5 separate regions of the Mus musculus genome follow, and regions 1, 2, 4 and 5 are each linked to region 3. A link is a contact called in public promoter capture Hi-C data. All regions are on one chromosome and are shown on one strand. The core of a region is the stretch at or near the end of the contact, and the rest is flanking DNA. Distances in the headings are between cores, read along the strand shown. Region 1 holds the start of Tmem170 (transmembrane protein 170). Region 2 holds the start of Gabarapl2 (gamma-aminobutyric acid (GABA) A receptor-associated protein-like 2). Region 3 holds the start of 9430091E24Rik (RIKEN cDNA 9430091E24 gene). Region 4 holds the start of Cmtr2 (cap methyltransferase 2). Region 5 holds the start of Cfdp1 (craniofacial development protein 1).

Region 1 (2,700 bases), core at 103-2,602, 730 kb after region 3:
GACCAAGGCTGTAAAACCAGAATAGTCCTGCTTTGCATGAGACATCCATCAACACCAGCCAAATATACAACTGTGGCCCCATAATCTAGCCTACCATCTAGGCCTACCTAACCCCACCTATGATGGTCTCACAAGTGCCTAATGAGCCTCAGCTTTTAAGTAGACATGTGACTTTTACCACCCGAACTAAGCATATGGGTACTTGTTATTCTCTGTTTCGCCTTCTCAGGTTTGGAAATCTCCTTAATAGTTGGGAGAGAAGTAAGAAAATGAGTTAGAACAGACTCACTGAATCCTAGGAAAGAAAGAACCCTTCATCTTTTGGAGAAGGTCGCCAGAATGCTGTGTGTCTGTGTGTTTACTTATTTGTAATCACTTTCAGATTTGTTTGTTTATTTATATATGTATTTATTTGTAATCACTGTCAGGTGGGACACTAGTACTTCTGGAAACAATCTGAACTCCCAGACTCTTTTCTTGTGGGCAGGATCACAAGCTAACATCTTCAGCTGCCACAAAACAAAAAGGCAGCCACCTTGTCAGCTACTACACAGGCAGGTCCCAGGTGTCCACCGAGAGGCGCCTGGCAGTCGCTGCCCAGTAGATGAGACTCACAGGTGTCTGGTCGAAGGTTGCAGTCAGCAATCCCACCCGTCATCCTCTTTTACAACGTCACTGGGTTAGTTTCTCTTTGCGGCAGTGTCCTAATACCCCTACCCCCCCACACCCCACCCCACCCCCGCCTCTGTCGTCTTGCCTTCAAAAACCCAAAGCAATCATGCCCTCCCCTGAGGGCCTTTATTAATAACCTCAGGGGATCATTCTCTTCTCCACAACTTTCTGAATTGTAGCAGTTCTACAATGTAAATGTAACTTTAAAAGCCCTCCTGGCAGAAGGCGGCGAAGCCCGGGTAAGAGCTAAGAGCAATTTAGAAGTTCTGTCTTAAGTTCTTCTAGGTGCGGGTGGGGGAATCCGCAACAGGTCTGAGCAGGCTGGTGGGAAAGTGGGTGTAGGACAGAGTCAGAGGACAGCGTCAGCACACAGGCTCTCAGAGGAAGGATACTAGCAGTCACTAGGACTGGACAGCCGTCGCCCCAAGTGCGATTCCAGGGCTGCCTCGGCCTCGCCCTGGGAGGCAGGCGACAGGTGCGCAGTGCGCAGGCGCGGGGCGGGGCGTACCTGGGAAGGAGCAGAGCGAAGTGGAGTTGGGGCACAGGGTCCCGTTGCCCACCCGCGGCACGAGCTTCAGGCTGAGGATCTGCTGCAGGAGCCCGGCTGAGCCGCCGCCACCGCCGCTCCCCTCGCGCTCCATCCCGCCGCCATCCACCGCCCGCCGCGCCGCGGAGTACCGCACCTCCGCAGCCACGGCGTCACCTTTGGCCGGCCCTCTTCTCCCGCCCACTCCAACGGCGCTGCTAGAGTAATCGTTTCTCCTTCCAATCACAGGGCGCCGCAGATGGAGGGGGCGGGGTAACGGTTGTTCCCGCCCCCTGGCGCTGCGTTCGATTAGAGAAACCCACGGCATGCTGCGCCCCTAGTGGCAAGTTTCTTCTGCTCCATCTGGGTGTGTTGGGCTCTGCCCTCTTTAGTGCCACCTTTAAGTAGGACAAGTCCGGTGAGATTGCTCAGCGGGTAGAGGCGAGGTGTTTGCCTCCAAGCATGAAGGATTTGCCTTCCATCCCTAGGACTCATATGGTGAAAGGTGAGAACCAACTCCCATGGTTGTCTTTTTACCTTCACATACACATAGACTCACATACATTTTAAAATAGTATACAAGGATACATCACCAAAAATAAAAATTAAGTGACCACTAGCCTACTCAAATTTCTCTGTAGGACTGAATATGTATTGACAGAGAACCAGCCTAGCTGCACATCCCTAGATTCCAACCCCAGTTGCTTAGCCTGTCAAAGTCTATAGGTTCGCTGGGCGGTGGTGATACGTGCCTTTAAACTCAGCACTCAAGAGGTAGAGGCAGGCAGCTTTCTGAGTTCGAGGCCAGCCTGCTCTACTGAATAAGCTCCAGGACAGCCAGAGCTACATAGAGAAACTCTGTCAAAACCAAAACCAAAGCAAATACAAGACAAAACAAAAGACTGTAGGTTCAACTTCCGAACAACCAACAAGCAAAAATAAGACTTTTTAAATGGACCAAAACAGAGGCAGGCGGATTTCTGAGTTCGAAGCCAGCCTGGTCTACAAAGTGAGTTCCAGGACAGCCAGGGCTATACAGAGAAACCCTGTCTCGAAAAACCAAAAAGAAAAAAAGGACCAGAAATTCTCTAAGTCACAGAAGTTGAAACTTTTAGGAGCTGTGACCTGAGTTCCATCTCAGGAGCCCACGTGGTAAAAGAGAACCCATAACTGCAAGTTGTCCTTTGACCTGCACAGGTTCCCACACACATATGGCCATGGCTCTCCCTGGTTGTAAACTTGACGACGCCTGGAATGAACTAAAACCGCAATGGCTGGCGAAACCTGTGAGGGATTTAAAGTAGCAATACCTATAATCTGGATCTTTGAGGTGGAAAATCCACCTTTGATCTGAACCACGCCATCTACCGGTTTGAATATGCTTAGCCCATGCGAAGTGTGGCACGTATTAGGAGGTGTGGCCTTGCTAGAGGAAGTGTGCCACTGGGTAGGCAGGCATTGAGGTCTCCTAGTGTTTAAGCTCCACCCCAGTGCGGAGGAGA
Region 2 (2,700 bases), core at 166-2,665, 800 kb after region 3:
AGCACTGTGTTATGTCTGCAACATAACACTCAATGCATTTTTTGTTTTGCAGAAGACAAACACCTAGTTGCTCAGACACAGTCTTTTTTTTTTTTTTTTTTCCAGACAGGGTTTCTCTGTGTAGCCCTGGCTGTCTGGGAACTCACTCTGTAGACTAGGCTGGCCTTGAACTCAGAAATCCACCTGCCTGCCAAGTACTGGGATTAAAGGCATGGGCCACCACACCCAGCTAACACAAAGTTTTAAAAGTTCTTTAAATTAAATTTTTTTTTCCTTAAGATTTTCATTATCTTCCCTGCATCTGGGTGTGTATGTGTATGGAGGCTTGCCACAGTGAATGCCTTGAGGCCAGAAGATAACCTTTGTAAACAGGTTGTCCTCCATCACTTGGGTCCTCAGGATTGAACTCCGTCTGGCAGGCTTGGCACCAAGCGTTTTTACCTGCTGGGAACTGAGTCTCTCCCCTCCCCCCAGTGGAAAATAACAAATACTTTCAGAATGAAGTTATAGCCACAGCATCTATCAGGAATTTCAACTGTAGGGAATGATTGATGACAAGGTTCAAACACTGGCTCTACAGATGCGGCAGATCATATAAGCACGTGGTCAGGTGGCCGATTAACTGCATATTCATGTTCTGTGTTCACCAGTGCATAAACAGATGGTGACCCAGAGCCGACTTCCTGGATGACTATGCTACGACTTGGACAGGGGTGGAACCTCGAGGCTTGTGCCTAGGGCAGGTGACACCCACAGCTCAGGGTTAGTGCCGAGCCACTCCCACTGCCAGCTCCTTCTCCTAGGGTGTCTTATGACCAGCTCTCCCAGGAATCCTCCCCGCCTGACACTGGCACTTCGCCTCTGACAGTTTCCGATAAAGAATCTCTGTGATCAGGGATATTCCGTTGACTAAATGAGTATGTGTGGTACTTGTTCATAAGTGTTCATGAATGTTTAAAATATGTATTCGTGAGTGGGAAGTGAGATTTGTTTAAATCAAATTTTAGGTGCAACAACTCCTATACTAGACCTCTAGGTGGTCACCAGTACTCGTTGCACACAGCGCTTGGAACAGGTTATCCCTCCATGCCGAGCTCCCGCCTTCTCACCCAGCCAAAAATTAATATTCATTTCTCCTTAAGCCCCAGACTTCCCCTTCCAGAGCCCTTTACAAGCGTTCCAAGCTATGAGCCATGACCTGCCTGTCATGCACAATCCTGAAACTCCATTCCAGTCACTAATTCCTAAAGTCTCCACTGTCACTCACAGACTTCCCAGCCACCTACGTCAGTCTCCATTCCCAGGAGCGCTCCTAGGTCTCCGCTTAGGCTCCGCCCTCTCACGTAATCGTAGCCTACTGAAGCTCTTACCAGGCCCGCCGGAAGCCCCGCCCCGGGAGGTTGCTAGGCTCCGGCAGCCGGAAGTCCCGCCTGTGGAGTAGTCGTCGCTGCCGCCGCCGCCTCCGTTGTTGTTGTGGTCGCTTCGCCGAAGTCCGCGGCTCGAAGAGCCGGCTCCGTCGCTTCCCGTCGCCATGAAGTGGATGTTTAAGGAGGACCACTCTCTGGGTAAGCGCGGTCGGCCTGCGGGGCCCCAGATCGCGGCCCCTCCCCCACTCCCGCCGCCCTGCCGGGCCCGCTGGGTCGCCAAGGCCCCGGCATCCTGGCGCCTCCCACGGACCCGTGTCGCCCTACGTGGATCTCGCTGGGAGTTCCTGAGGGGATCTGTGGCGAGGGACTCCGGGGCTAGGACTCGGGGCGTACGCACGCAGGCAGGTTGCGGGCGGAGAAGGGCGGACAGGAAGAAGGGGTTCCGGCAGCGGCGGCCCTGCTGTCCGGCAAGTGCGAATGTCAGCCTGGTTTTCTTCTTCCCCAGAACACAGATGCGTGGAATCCGCGAAGATCAGAGCGAAGTACCCCGACCGAGTTCCGGTGAGTGTGGACTCCCCGCCCCCTCACCCCGCTGTCACCCTTAGCGTCTAGGAGAGGTGTCGGGCGGGCGCGCTAGGCCGTGCAACAGTTGAGAACTTAAGGTCTCAAGGTGTAGCCCAGAGACCGAGGACAGCCTGGGGTTCCGCCGGCCCAAGCTTGGGGCTTAAGGGGCTGGTGCTGTCCAGGGGCACCAGTGCTGAATCTCCCGATCTAGGGCAGCAAGCTGCTTGCAGCCTCTCGGCTCCCTCACCAATTATGTAAGGAACCGTGTTCTAGGACAGGGCAACAGGTCACTGCCACTTTGGGGAATGATGGTGGAGGGAGACTGGCATTTGGGGTTGGATACGGTAGCATCCTTTCAAGGTAGTCATCTTTAACGCTGGACCTTTAACTTCGAGTTTCTCTTTACCCTGATTCTGCCATCCTTGTTTGACTAACAAATCTGAAATGCTCTCGTTTTGCCTCTAATCAATAAGTATGTTGCTTTATTTCTGCTTTCTGCCCTAGTTGGGGCGATCGTTTCTGATATCACTATTGATTTTTGAAGGACATAAAGTCTTACTATTGTAGTGCTTTGCTTGTAAACAGTCCCTTTGAGAAGCAGGAGGATAAATGTTAACTGTTCAGAGAGAAGCAACAGGCCAAATGAAAATGTCGGCTCTTGGGTGGCTGTAGTTGTATAGCTTTGCCCTTAGTTCATCCATTTCTTTCCAGTGTTGTTGGGGATTGGAATGCTCTAACAGGGTCTATCTATGGATCAAAAGATGACAGA
Region 3 (2,700 bases), core at 46-2,545:
TTAAAATGGATGGATGGATGAACGAATGGGGAAGGAAGGACAGAACCTGCTGGACATTGTGACCCAACTGGTCCAGACTGCAGATTTTCCTTTTATTTATTTACTGTATATGAGTACACTGTTTTCATGCACACCGTTAAGAGGGTATCCCATTACAGATGGCTGTGAGCCACCATGTGGTTGCTGGGAATTGAACTCAGAACCTCTGGAAGTGCTCTTAATCACTGAGTCATCTCTCCAGCCCGACTGCAGATTTTTATTTTTTCAACAGGTGCATTAGGAGGTATCAAGAGAGTTTCAGAGCCGGGCGTGGTGGCGCACGCCTTTAATCCTAGCACTTGGGAGACAGAGGCAGGCGGATTTTTGAGTTCAAGGCCAGCCTGGTCTACAAAGTGAGTTCCAGGACAGCCAGGGCTGTACAGAGAAACCCTGTCTCAAAAAACCAAAAAAAAAGAAAAAAAAAGAAAAAAAAAAGAGAGCTTCAGAGAGTTGGGCCCACAAAAATGGCTAGCGGGTAAAAGTCAAAAAACCTGGGTACTTGACTGATCGGCTAGGAACGATCCCTGGATTCATCTGGAGGAGAGAAACGCATCCCCAATTTCTCTACTGACCTCTACCTTACACACAAACAAAGCCAGTAAATATTAAAAATATGAAGTTAGTTTTTTAAAGTGATGCAAATCCCTGTGGCTTTCAAAGTTGACCTCTGGCCTTGCTCCCTGCCAGCGGCCCTCGCCCACCCACGGACATCATGCAAAGTAGGCTTGGAGACCGTGGATCACACACAACTGTCACCCACCGGAAACCCCACGGCCCTGACTAGGTCTCTGACAGGAGTCGGTGAAGCACAGCCGAGCCGCACATTACAAGGTGGGAAACTATTCCACCTGCAGAGACGCGGGGCCACCTCTGGCCGTGACAGCAGTGCGCGCGCGCCCGCCCGAGCCGCAGCCCGCCCCGAGGCCCGGTCGGCCGCCCTGGGAGAGCCGGCGCGCAGTCCCGGGGCGGCCGGCGCGGCTCCCCGAGGCCCGCACAGCTCCACTGGCTCAATCCCGGCGCCCGACCGGTGGCACCGCCTCAGAGACCCGGAGGGACGGCCGGGAGCCGGAGCCCAAAGCTCGGACGCCAGGGGCGTGCGGGGCGCAAGAGTTCGCGGGACCAGAAGGCCGCCCGGACCCGCGGGTCCCAGCCGGCTTCCTACCTCAGGGGCCCGCATCTCGCGGGCAGCGCGCTCAGCAACGCCCGGCGGAAGTGAAGGGCAGCCCAGCCGCTGAAGAGGGTCTGCGCCGGCCGGAAAGGGGGCCAGGGCATGGGGACGGGGCGGGACGCGGAGCGCAGAGTTCCGGGACCGCGGGGGCCTGCGACCTTCCGCGCTTTACGGCCCGCGGCAAGGGTAAGGCGGGCGCGCGCGCCGACGCGCCGTGACGTCACCGCGGCGGGCCGGCCCGCACGTGCGCTTGTTTGGGTCTCGCCAGGCCCCGCCCCTCCCGCTCCGCCTCCGCCTGGATGACGGCGAGTGTGCAGGGAGCGGCCACCGCCCTCCGTCCCCGCTCCGGGTCTCCCGCCGGCCTCCGTGTGTCGGCAGTTCGGGTGATCGTCTGCCGCCAGGCCTGAGCTCCGATCCTGCGCGAGGGGTCCGCAGCCCAGAACCCGTGGCCGCCTCCGCCTCCGCCTCTGCCTGGATGGCGACGAGAGTGAGGAGAGCCGCCACCGGCCTCAGGCCGGCCTCCGTGTGTGCCTAGAGCCCGGGCATCGGATCCGGGCCAGAGCCTCGACCCAGTGTGGGCAGTTAGGGTGACCGTCTGCCGCCAGGCAAAATGGAATACTTTTATGTGTAGCTGTCTGGTCAGCTTGTGTCAGCAAGTCTGTGTCTAACATACATGCAGTGCCCGAGAAGGCCAAGAATGTCACATCCCCTAGAACCAGAGTTAGACATGATTGTTAGAAGCCATGTGGGTGCTAGGAATCACATGTGTGTCTTTGGGAAGAATAGTCAATAAGTCCTCTTAATCACTGATCCATTTTCCAGCCCCAAAAATAATGTTTTAAGTAAAAGAAATATAGTAGTCCCAACCCCTCCGGGGCTGAGATAGGCGGCTGGCTTGAGCCCATTTGTTTAACCTGGACAACATAAAAATAAACATAAAAGGACACACACAGATATTTCCAGGCTTTGTAAAATGTTCTAAAACTACATTATTGTGATGGTTGTTTAATTCATAAGTTTACAAATTATGGGCTTAAAATGACTGGAGTCCTGGGGTTGGTTCCCAGCACTGCCCACACCCAGCGTGATGTCACTCACAGAGGTGCAGGCAGCAGGATCTCAGACTGTGGGCATTTCCTTTGGCAAATCTCTGTCTCCAAAAATATTTACAATTCATAACAATTATGAACTAACATTGAAAATTAATTTTTGGTTGGGGGTCACTACAAGTTGAGGAACTGTAGTAAAGGGTCACAGCGTTAGGAAGGTTGAGACCCGCGCTCTACATTATCCTTGGCTATGTAGGGAGTTAGGGGTTAGCCTGAGCTAAGTGAGACCCTTTTTGGTTTGTTTTCTTTTTTTGAGACAGTTTCTCTGTGTGGCCCTATTACTCCCTCTGTATTCCATGTTGGCCTTGAGCTCAGAGAGCTGTCTGTTTCTGGCCCCTGAGTGCTAGCATTAAAGGCATGTGTCACCACCTCAGGGTAGACCCT
Region 4 (2,700 bases), core at 115-2,614, 930 kb before region 3:
CATATTAGAAAGTCCCCAAACAGGTCCATTCGTAATATCACCAGTCTAGAAACTAAACAGTCAGCCTTCAGTAGAAGAACTGATTAAAGTCAACCCACAGAATGACAAACCCCTTGCAATATAAATTTTAAAGACACAAGACAATACAGATGAAAACATTTTAAATAATAAATTGAACAGGGAGAGGCTGAGAAGAGTCAAAGTGTAATGATTGAATTATGTGAAATTCTAGACCAGATCATCTAAATTAGGGTGATGGGAAATACAGTGATAGCTGCTTCTTGAGGGTGGAAGACTAGGAAGGAACTTAAGGGAGCTTTTCTAAAATATTCAGTAGGTATTTGCCTGCTCCACAAGAGGAATTCATGCCTTGTATTAGTTATGGCCCAAACCCATAACTAACAAATCGTGGGCTCTAAGGGAGAGTCCACTGATTTTTTTTTTTTTCTCTAAATGGTCAAGTTGCCAAACTGCCTTCTGAATACGGTGCTCTTCCCTCATCTCTGTCAAAGTTCTGAGAAGTGACTGACAGCTCAGCCATAGACAGGCCATCTACATAACACCTGCTCAGGGAAGGGGAGTGCAGAAGAGTGGGTGAAAAGAGTGGGAGAGCGAGAGGATGAGGGAAGTGCTGTGAAGCGCTTTCCTCTAAAAAGGATGGCTGTTACACTTATAAACGCACAGCAGCTGTGGCTACCCCACAGCTGGGGAGGTGGAGACAGGTGGATACCAGTGACTAGCTGGACAGTCTAACCTAACTAGAGAGTCCCAGGCCTGAGAGTCCATCCTCTGGTATCCCTGGCTGACATGGAACTCTCTATGTAGACCAGAGTGACTTAGAACTCAGAGATCTGTTTCCCTCTGGCTCATGAGAGCTGGGATCAAAGGCTTGTGGCACTACACCGGGTGGTTTTCTTTTTCCTTGGTTTATTAATATGTAAACACACCAAGTGATGATACTTCCGTTTCTTTAATTTGGTTTTGCACTCAAGTTATCCATTGAGCTTCAATTTTAATGCAGTCTCTCCTAGGAACTAGCATCTATCTATCCAGGGTAAACCTTCGGGTACCAAAGCCCAGTTCCGTTGCCATGGCGACCCGCTGAGACGGACAAGTTTCTCCGCACCAGAGCTCAGCTCCAGGAGTTGCCACCCTCCCGAGTGACGTCGATGCGCGTGACGATAGGCCTCCCGGAAGGCGCCTGTGCAGTGTGGCTGTCAGAGCCTCGCAGCCGGTGGGGGCGTGGTCTGGAGGAGGATCTGGCTCCAGTTGCGCGTGCGCAGGTCCGGGCGGTCTTCCAGGCGCTCCCTCCTCTTTGTCCGCGACCCGGTTGCCAAGTACGCAGAGGAGACGCCACCCCCGGAAGCTGTTCCCGGGAGCGGAAGTGGCAGGTGGCTCGTTAGAGTGAGGACCGCGTGTGCGGTGCTACTCTGCTCCTGCTCGAGGGGCTCTGGTGGGCGTGGGCTGAAGGAATGCGGACCCGGCTTCTCGGTGAGTGACAGTTCCCGGACGGTTCGCTGCGGGCAAGGGGCGGGGCTGCTCAAATGAGTGTTTGAGAGGTGGCTGTCCCAGGACCCAGTGTGAGCACTGCACATGCCCCAGTGTTTTTATTTCCTAGGAAAAGTTGGCGGGACCATTGCTAACACTCCCTATGCTCACTTAGACCTGACAGCTGTTGAGAACTTAAAGGCTTTGGTGTTGGACTTACAAATTTTATAATCATTTCCTTGTGGCTTTGGACAGGAAGCTTCCTGTCTTCCACTTGGAGCCTGCAAAATAATACAGTTGATACTCATCAGCCTCACATGCACTTTGGAAACGGCATGCATTTAGTTGAAAAAAAATTTTATGCATTTAATTGAAATTTTTTTTGTTTTTAAGTCGTACATTGAAATGCTAGGGTGAAATTGAAATGCATTATTCTGTTCAGAGCTTTGTCTTTTGGGCTAAGTGTAATATTCGTCCATTTATCCAGTTAATGTTAGTGTACTTAAGTGCCCACCAGCCACTGTTGGAACCTTTTGGGGTGGCATGTAAGTGAGCAAAATAAAAGATAACTGTCCTGCAGAAGTGCGGAGCTTACATTCTGGTTTGAGGAAGTTGAGAACGACAAGTCACAAACAGAACACAGGGGAAAAGAAATAAGTGATAAACATGAATGCCGTGGGAGAAAGTGAGGTAAGGGCCATGGGGAGCCCGAGATGCAATTTCAAAATAAGTGTGTTAGGATAGGCTTCACAGAGTAAAGTGCCTTCCAGCAAATACCAGGAGGAGCTGAGGGGATTAGCTAGATAGATACTTGGGGGAGTAAAGCCCAGGTAGAGCTTGCCTCTTAGTATTGAGCAAAGTGTTCCAACGTGGTGTGGCCTGGGTCTTCAGTGAACAGCAGGCTTGTGTGGCTGGAGTGGAATGGATAAGGGGGCGGTAATATTAAGAATGAGTTGGCAGCAAGGCTCAAGTACAGTCAGGAACCTTGGAGCGTTTGAATCCTTTTAGTTGTTTGCAAGTGAAGGCAATTATCCACTTAATTTCGGTAAGATTTCACAGCTTAACCACAGCCACTAATTAGTATGTGAAGTTAATGACTAAAAGTAGACTTTTTTTTTCCCCCCAAAATAGAATGTATTGGAGGTCTAAATGTAGCTGCGGTTCCCAGTAAGCACAGCGTGGATCAAGACAGATGAGCTCATTGTAGTAAAT
Region 5 (2,700 bases), core at 98-2,597, 710 kb after region 3:
CAAGGGTCCACAATCGTCTATAATTCGACTTCCAGGGGATATTAATACCTATTCTAGGCTCTGAAGACACTAAATATACATGTAGATACATACAAATAGATGTGCATGTAGGCAAAACACTCACACACATAAATGTTTAAAAGATTTGTCTGGACCTCGCATAAGCTGGATTCTTAGTGTGCTCCTCTACCGCACCCCAAGAAAAAAAAGATAGCTAGGCCATTAAGAGTGTGCGCTTCAGCCGGGCGTGGTGGCGCATGCCTTTAATCCCAGCACTTGGGAGGCAGAGGCAGGTGGATTCGAGGCCAGCCTGGTCTACAAAGTGAGTTCCAGGACAGCCAGGGCTATAGAGAAACCCTGTCTCAAAAAAAAAAAAAAAAAAAAAAAAAAAAAAAAAAGAGTGTGCGCTTCATTCCAAAGGATCTGACTTTGGTTCCAGAGTCGGGCGGCTCACAACTGAGTGTAACTCCTTCACCTGGGGACCCGATACCCCCTTCTGTCCTCTTTGGCCACCTGAATGCACCGCCATACATACACAAAAATAATAAGGGGCTGGCGAGACGACTCAGCTCTACAACCACCTGTAACTCCAGTCCCAGAAGCCCTAGGCACACACATGATGTACAGAGACAGACAGACATTCAGGAAAAAACACTGATATACGTGCCATAAAATCTCTAAAAATAAAACTTTTGAAAAAGTTCTTAAAAGAGGACGATGGGTAGCTCCTGCAAAGAGGGAAAACACATTATCACATCAACTTTCTAACAAGCCGATCCCTTCCGAACCCAGAGGCGGACAATTGAGTTTCGGACGTGAAGGAAGCTGGCAATTCCCTAAAAACAATCTCCAATGTCCGGGTCGGCTTCCAGAACCAGCCGGTAGGTAGGTAGTACGCTCAGCCTGCGGGCTTCACGCGCCTGTTCCCGCGCTCCGAGGGGGCGGCGGCCCAGGACAGCAGCTATGCAGAACCGACACATGCGTGTTCCAGGCCGCCTGAGGGCCGGGGTCCTGATAACCCGAACTCCGGAGCCCACGGGCCGTGGGGACCTCGCGATCACGAGGCCCACGCCCTGGGGACCGTCCGGGAGAGTCTCGAGTGAGGTGTGAAGCGTGGAAACCACCCTCCTTTCGCCTCAGGCCGAATCGCTCACCGGACGGCAAGTAGTCCTCATCCTCGTCCGATGTGGAGAAGTCTTCGGAGTCGAATTCCTCCATGCTGCTGTCACTTGGGGCCTGCTACCCACACGACTGCGGCCACTGCCCCAAAATAGCGAAGCTAGATATAGGGCGAGACCATAGGGGTACAGGACCAGCAGCTAGGGCCGCCCTAGAGGCGAGCGCACATGCGCAGGCAGTGCCACGTGGTCAGAGACGACACTTCCGGCTGCTGCGATTGGTCAGTCTACACTCACCGGGCCCTTGTGGGATTCCGGACCCCCACCTCTCAGAAGCGATGCATGCTGGGGCTTGTAGTTTTCAACGGTACCGTGCGTCCTTAATGGAGAATGGCTTATCTGCGGAAATAGTACTTTCTCTTTATACTTGTCTTTTTATTTTGAAATTTGCTCACAAGCTAATATTTTTTCTAACTCTAAAATCAGAGATTAAAATGTCGCTCCCGGATATGCTCAGCGAGTAAAAACTGAAAGCTGAATAGATAGATGCTAAAGTTCCCATCAACTTTTGAGCAAGGCTGAGGCTCTGCCTTTTTGATTCAATTCTCTCGCTAGAATCGAATTCTTTAATGCAGTTTTTGTGCCTTTTCCCTGCATTTTTGTTTTTGTTTGTTTTTTTTTTTTTTCTGCCTAAAATTGCTCCCAAGAACACTACCGAAACTCTGTCTAATATTCTAAGCGCAAGAAGACTGCGACGCTCTTTCCTGAGAAACTCGGCCTGTTAAGTAAGCTACATTCAGGCCTGAGTTACAAGTACTGTTGGCAGTAAGTTCAGCATTAATGAATCAACAATCCGATAATCACTAAAAGACAAAAGGAAATCCGCTTATCTGTGAGGGAAGCCACTACACAAAGTGCTAGATTGACACTTTTGAAACAACGGGAAAGATGGATGGAAAAGCAGTTAAATTTGTGAGTATGTGAGGATTGGCGAGACGGCCCAAAGGTTAACAGTACTTGTTGCTTCTGCAGCAAAACTAGGTTTGGTTCCTAGCATCCCCAACATGGCGGTTCACTACCGCCCTGGTTCTGACCTCAATAGGCACCAGGCATGTATGTAGTACAGTGCAGCAAGCACCTTCACCCACTGAGCCATGCCCCTAGTCCCTCAGAAATCACCTTCTGCCGGGCGTGGTGGCGCACGCCTTTATATATATATATATATACACACATTTTTTTAAAACTGTGATGAGAATATAATGCATACTGTACTGAGAATAATCGAACTCTCGGAGCACATGAAGGAGGAAGATGAGGAAATCTTAGCAGAGAAATCCGTAGGAACAACCAATAGGAAATTTTAGCAGAGACATCGGGAGGACCAACCAATGCTCTGGATGAGTGGGTAAAACCTGGTGGGAGTTGACCAATGGGATGGCAATGGGAATCAGCCTAAGAGTTCACAGCCGTCAAAATATCAGTGTGGAATACATCTAAAGGGGGCTGGGGAAGGTGACGTAGAAGAATGTGACCCAATGCTTAATTGTGCCCTCAAATTTAAGCATGTCACCTCCTCTGGCCC

What was found. Promoter capture Hi-C pulls out the DNA fragments that hold promoters and counts their contacts.
Region 1: a contact with region 3 is called in a promoter capture Hi-C map of pre-B cells, with 4 times the contacts expected there. The contact joins the promoter of Tmem170 here to the promoter of 9430091E24Rik in region 3. A contact is called at or near these places in 2 of 39 promoter capture datasets (liver and pre-B cells).
Region 2: a promoter capture Hi-C map of pre-B cells shows a contact between it and region 3, with 2.5 times the contacts expected there. The contact joins the promoter of Gabarapl2 here to the promoter of 9430091E24Rik in region 3. A contact is called at or near these places in 1 of 39 promoter capture datasets (pre-B cells), 1 of 484 Hi-C or Micro-C datasets (CD4 T cells) and 1 of 115 datasets of contacts at active chromatin or transcription factors (memory CD8 T cells).
Region 4: a promoter capture Hi-C map of pre-B cells shows a contact between it and region 3, with 3 times the contacts expected there. The contact joins the promoter of Cmtr2 here to the promoter of 9430091E24Rik in region 3. A contact is called at or near these places in 2 of 39 promoter capture datasets (liver and pre-B cells).
Region 5: a contact with region 3 is called in a promoter capture Hi-C map of liver, with 3 times the contacts expected there. The contact joins the promoter of Cfdp1 here to the promoter of 9430091E24Rik in region 3. A contact is called at or near these places in 3 of 39 promoter capture datasets (hippocampal neurons, liver and pre-B cells).

Annotation. Positions count from the first base shown.
Region 1 is chr8:111,875,323-111,878,022 of GRCm38.p6, forward strand. Tmem170 (transmembrane protein 170) reads right to left here and starts at 1,353. Exons shown (of 3, transcript NM_025781.2): 1 at 1,181-1,353. The coding sequence starts at 1,313.
Region 2 is chr8:111,939,288-111,941,987 of GRCm38.p6, forward strand. It overlaps Gabarapl2 (gamma-aminobutyric acid (GABA) A receptor-associated protein-like 2), which reads left to right and starts at 1,416. Exons shown (of 4, transcript NM_026693.5): 1 at 1,416-1,565; 2 at 1,873-1,928. The coding sequence starts at 1,532.
Region 3 is chr8:111,144,203-111,146,902 of GRCm38.p6, forward strand. It overlaps 9430091E24Rik (RIKEN cDNA 9430091E24 gene), which reads right to left and starts at 1,296. Exons shown (of 3, transcript NR_040364.1): 1 at 1,202-1,296.
Region 4 is chr8:110,216,596-110,219,295 of GRCm38.p6, forward strand. It overlaps Cmtr2 (cap methyltransferase 2), which reads left to right and starts at 1,365. Exons shown (of 2, transcript NM_146215.4): 1 at 1,365-1,491.
Region 5 is chr8:111,852,990-111,855,689 of GRCm38.p6, forward strand. It overlaps Cfdp1 (craniofacial development protein 1), which reads right to left and starts at 1,348. Exons shown (of 7, transcript NM_011801.2): 1 at 1,155-1,348. The coding sequence starts at 1,218.